2 separate regions of the Oryctolagus cuniculus genome follow, and region 1 is linked to region 2. The links are chromatin contacts, called in public Hi-C maps. All regions are on one chromosome and are shown on one strand. The core of a region is the stretch at or near the end of the contact, and the rest is flanking DNA. Distances in the headings are between cores, read along the strand shown. Region 1 overlaps BACH2 (BTB domain and CNC homolog 2). Region 2 holds the start of BACH2 (BTB domain and CNC homolog 2).

Region 1 (2,700 bases), core at 49-2,548, 240 kb after region 2:
AACAATGAGGTCATTTGTTCAGCCGTGACATCAGGGTGTAGGAATTTAAACAATAAGACTTCTTGTGAAACGTGGCTAAGTAGGCACAGCCAATGTTGCGAAGTTCTCAATGCCCGCGGAAGGCAGTCCTTTGCCTGGGCTTCGAAAGACCTATTAGCTTATAAACCACTGTTAAAGAAAAAGCAGCGAAAATCACTCGTCTCGCAAAGACACTGAAGCAATTTCTGTTCTCAGGGAAGCTAAAAATGCATTCATGTATATAAAGGACCTGCGCTATTATGTATGTAAAAACCCTGCACTCTATTAGGGGGTGCAGTGGCCCCTTCCCTCCTTCACCTAAAATGGGAAATCCACCGTTTTGCGAAGACCTTTCTTGCTTTGAATAATATTTATTTCTTGAAAATGAAAAAAAAATCCTTTAAGTCACTTAGACTTGAGAGGAGTTTTAAGGCTTGATCCTAATTCTCTAAATCCTTCTGACATCGGGGGAGCACAGGGAGGGAGTAATCCTGCTTTGAAGAGCAATTTTAATTGAATTTACTTGAATATGCACCCTAGCCTCTTTTCACTCTGAGCCTTTAAGGAAGACTCGGATATTTGCAGCCCTCAACAGGGCCGGGGCAGGAAAAGGCACAGACTTCCTTGTTGGTTCTGGCAGCATCCCCAAATTTCCTATTTTGATGTTTGAAATCTGACCTTCCAGGAAAGGGGCGGGGGGGGGGGGGGCAGGGAGGAGGACGCGCGTGCACTGACCGAAGGTGCTGCTGGAGCTAACTTAGTACCTGATGCTGAAGCTTGCATCCATAGGGTCTGTACGGCATCCTTGCAGAATCCTCTTAATTGAAGAAATGTTTCATCTCTATCTCTGTTGACAGGAAAGATTGCCTACTGATAATTGCTTTGCTTAAGTGTCTGATAATATGCCAGGAATGAGAGCATTCTATGTTAGGTCATCTTTAATTATGCATGTACCACCTGTCAGCTCTAAATCAGTACCAGATAAGATTCTTGTGGAGTCAGCTTGGGAGGGTGGCAGGGAGGCTGGCGTGATCTGTTTTAGAAACAACAAAAATAGACCGCAGTAGTAAACAGACCTGATAACCTGCAGCTTTTTTAAAGGAGCCTCGTTTGTATTGTTCTTGAGCAAGACCAAGCCATTGGTACATCTGCACGTTTGAAGCCTCACCCAAGAGAGATAAATCTCTGTGCAGATAAATCACTGCAAGAGAGCCTGGTAGTGCCTCTCCTCTCGGTACCATCTGTTGCATTTCCTTTTTGCTCCCTCTCGTCGTTGTAAATGAGCCAGGGAAAAGCTCAGAAGCACTTTCGTAAGCTATGTGAGGATAGGAAATATGTTCACGATGTTAGATTTCTCGTGTTGCGGGGTTGGTGTTTTGTGTGTGTGTGTGTGTGTGTTTTTTTTTTCCAGGCCTTGGTTGGCTTTTTTTAGAAAGACAAGTGTGGGTTGGAAGTAATGCTTCTTACTCTCCGTCAGCTTTTGGTAGTTTTATTCTCACTTTTCAGGGTTGTTTGGGACTTTCTGGCAGGGTGTTTAGGGTTCTTCATTGAAGGCTTAGATCCCTCTTCTGGTTTTTGATAGGGTGGATTTGCGAATGGTGCCTTTCCACCTGTTGGAAGCTGAAGGAAACCTCGAATTACTGTGCACTTTTCACAGAGATGGGGTTAGGTAGCTGAGGGGCCAGTGGCAAAGAAGGGCCCAGCGAAGGAGGTAACAGGTGTGGAAGTTACCTTGTGGGGTGGTTCGCACTTCTACCATGCACTCACTCCCCAATCTCCATGAGAATTTGTGAACCAGGGCCTTAGAAATAATTTGGAAATTCCAAAATGCCTTGTTCTAAGCACTGCTGGCTAGTGGCATTGAAGAGAAACACAGGTCAGCTAATAAAGAAAAGAAGACCTATATCCCTTGTCCGGTTCCGTCAGAGTACTGGGGTCCAGTTCATGGCTCTGGGTGACCTTTGACAGCCTTTTGATACCTGGGAAGCTGTTTGCTTTTCTACCCTAATCAAACCGAAGTGCTGGCTCAATCTCAAAAAAAAAAAAAAAAAAAAAAAAAAAAAAAAAAAAAAGAGTAGAGTCAAGCCCTACTTAGTACAGTCACGTTGCTGGTGCTTTGGCTACTGAATGCTCACATCACAGTTAGAGTAATCAGGTATTGTATGAAGAGCTTTGACAGCCGTGTAATGGACACTTCTTAAAGCAGAAGACAAGATACATTCCAAGCCTGAACAGAAAAGAGCCTCAGAAAGTTAAGCTAAGTCAGAGAAAAACAACGGAGGAAGTGAAGAGAGGCAAAAACCGTGCTGCCACGTCTCTCGCTCCAGCTCGCCTTCACAAAGTCTTTTGTATCTCCCTGGAAAGACCTTGCACCCTCTCCACCTGGTTAACTCTTGGTTTCAAGTCGTCGTCTAAGTGTCATCTCCACCAGGACGCTGTTCTGATCCTTTCCGGCAAAATCTGCGGCCCCTCCTGTGTGATCCGCAGCATGCTGCCCGCCTCCTTGGCAGCTTTGATGGTGTCGTGCTGTGAGAGCTGGCTTACTTCTCTTTCCCCAACAGAGTGGCAGCTGGAAGAGCCAACGTTGGCCTAATGGGAGTAGGTGAGATCTCGCATCCAGAGCGAGAGTGGCAGTGACTTCATTGGACTGCACAGTAGCAGTGATGTCAGTGGACTCCTTAA
Region 2 (2,700 bases), core at 13-2,512:
GGTTAGCAAAGAAAACGTCCCAGGCCGGGCCCAGATCCACATGTCAAGGTCTTCCAGCGCTGTTAGAAAAATCAGCTTAGCGCCTTCAGCTTGCTTTTGGCCGTGGCTTAGCTTTCCACACAGCCGTTCCAAGTGGGGCCTTTAAAAATTCTGCCCTCAAATCGAAGGTGGCTGCAGCCACACTCCGGGTGATATCACGAGACTCCCAGGGCGAGGCTCCCCTGCTTCCTCAGCATATGCCAGTGCCTGTTTTATAGGGGGGATTTACGATCCTTCCCTCAGTAGAGCGAGCCAAAGTTTTATAATATTCATTAAAAATCAGCACCACATGCAATAATACGGAATAGTGCCCTTACCCAAGGGGCCAAGTTATAGGTGTTTAGGGAAACGTGGCAGAGTTTCCTGGCCTCTCCACGGGTAAAGCTGCAGGCAGCAGCACTGCACTCACCCAACCTAATTTTACTGCAAGCCTATCTCTCCAGCCTGGGTCCCTAACGACTCTCTTAAAACTCTAACTACCAAGCTTTCTCCTGACGGGGCAGCCGCGCGATGGCCATAGGGGCAACACCCTGCAGCCTCCAGGGACAGGCTGGCAAGGTGGCTGGAGCTGGGGAGCTGGACTTGGAATTGAGCTTCGCACAGAGCGAGCGCTCTTTCCATAACCTGGCCGGGGGTGCTTAGACGTTCCTGGAATGGGGCAGGCCGAGGCGCTGCTGAAAAAGATCCAAACGTTAGCCTCGGTCGGGTGCTCCTCTCGGTCGGCCTGTCCCTAGGCAGAAGCAGGGGTCCGGTCAGCCCTGGGGGAAGTGGGAGGGAGAGGGGTGCGTGGAGCACCTTTTCGGGCTTGTCCAGGAAAAACGCGCAGACCACAGCCCAGCAGTCTCAGGTCTCGCTCCCGGGCCTGGAGGCAGTGCCCTGGGCTCTGGCCCCTCTCCCGCCCTGGCCTCCCCAAGCCCAAACCCCTAACCCTGCTCTTGCAAGGCCCTGCCAGCCGAGCGGGCAGCCCCGCCGGGAGCAGAGGGCTCTGCGGGCCGCACGGCCGCACAAAGCGGGGAGCTCGGCGCGCCCCCTCCCGCGAGCCGGCGGAGCGCGCGCCCGCCCCCGCCCCCGGAGCGCCATTCGCGGAGCGGCTTACGCTAGTCGCCGGGCGTACGGCGCCCCAGCGGCCGGGGAGGTGCGCTGCCCGGCTCCCGTAAAGTTATTGTGAATGGGGAGCGGGTGACGTCAGCGCCGAATGTCAACAATGTAGCGATTGAGAGTGTGGGCGTTCCAGGGAGAGCGCAAGCCGCGCGGCACGGAGCAAACACCGCCGAGCCGCCGCCGCCGCAGCAGCCGCCGCCGCCGCCGCCGCACAGCACAGCAGCGGCCGTGCACGCCCGGCTGCGGTCGCACCAGCGCTCCCGCTCCCGCCGCCGCGCCCTCGCCGCCCGCTCCCGCCGCCGCCCCGCTCTCGCCCTCTCCCTGGCCGCTTCTCGCCCCTCCCCTCCCCCTTCCCGGCGCACTCGGGGGCTGGGAACGAGCTGCCATGTGATGCGCGTCCCCTCTGCGAGCCTTCGGTGACCCCCCGAACCGCCCACCGCGCCGGCTGCTGGGACGGGGCTCGGGCCGGGCAGACGTGGGGACGAGGAGGCGGAAAGGACGCGAAGTTCTCCGGCGAGGTGAGTCCCCGGCCCCGGCGGGGCGGCGGGCGAGCATGCAGGGGGAACGGGTGCGCGGGGCAGGCGGGGAGGCGTGGGGAAGCGGAGCCGCGGCCGCCCTGCCCAGCGCCCCGCGCGCAGCCGCCCGCCCCGCGCCCTCCCGCTTTTATGGCATTTTCTAGGAACGGGAAGCGGGTGGGCGCCGCGGCGAACGGGCGCTCTGCCGCCTGGCTGTTTACGGCGGGCGAGGCGGCATTGTATTTTGCTCGCGTCGACGGGTGTTTTGGAACAGCAGGGGGAGGAGGAGCAGAGGGTAATAAGTCAGGCGCGGGAGGGCGGGTGGAGCGAAGCGCGCGGCCGCGGGAGCTGCCGCAGCTGTCAGACCCACGGCCCTGCCCCGGCCGGGCCAAGCCTGTGCCGCCCGGCCCCCCGGCCCGCGAGACCCGCGCCCAGCCGGGCTGCCGCCTCCCGGTCCGCGCCGCCGCTCCTTTGCGCTCAGCTGTCAGCCGCTGCCGGTGGCCCAGACCGCAGCCGCTGGCGGGAGATCCAAGCCCAAGTTTAGGCTCCCAGGAAAGGGGCAGGTTGGGGGCTTCGCGGCGCACACCTGAGTGGAATCTCTGCCTCCCGGGTTGTCGGAATGCGTCCCGCGGAGCTTAAACCTGGGGCTCGAGGCTCCTGCAGGGAAGCCTCGCACCTCCCTCTCCCGGGGTACTGCACGAAGCCTACGTGCAACGCACGCACACAGCCCCGGAGCTCCACCTGGGAATGTCGGTCGGGGAGACCCCGGCTCTCCAAATCGAGGCGCGCCGTGGGTCTCGGTTCTAGCTGCCTGTGCGGCCGGGCACTCTGGACAGGGCGGCGGGCGGCGCTCACGGGCTACCCCAGCTGCCCGCGAGCCGGGGACTCCAACTAGCATCTCGACCGCCTCGATCTGGATGGGGATTTGCAAGAACTCGGGCCGGGCCGGGCCGGGCCGGGCGCACGTGTCTGCCTCGGGGCTTGTGGCGCGCGGGTTGTCCCGCACCCTCTCGCTTGCAGGCGAGTTGGACAACTTGGAGGGGGG

What was found. Hi-C and Micro-C count contacts between places; a contact is called where the count stands out from the background.
Region 1: a contact with region 2 is called in a Hi-C map of psoas muscle, with 3 times the contacts expected there. The contact joins the enhancer-like site here to the promoter of BACH2 in region 2. A contact is called at or near these places in 2 of 6 Hi-C or Micro-C datasets (psoas muscle and an unstated tissue).

Annotation. Positions count from the first base shown.
Region 1 is chr5:82,455,058-82,457,757 of mOryCun1.1, forward strand. All of the region lies in intron 3 of BACH2 (BTB domain and CNC homolog 2), which reads left to right. Among named protein-coding and RNA genes, the nearest start is that of GJA10, 210 kb to the right of the region's middle. Within about 2 kb of position 1,299, at least 4 of the 8 cell types and tissues checked have an H3K27ac peak or open chromatin away from gene starts, as enhancers often do.
Region 2 is chr5:82,212,828-82,215,527 of mOryCun1.1, forward strand. BACH2 (BTB domain and CNC homolog 2) reads left to right here and starts at 1,263. Exons shown (of 7, transcript XM_070073780.1): 1 at 1,263-1,658.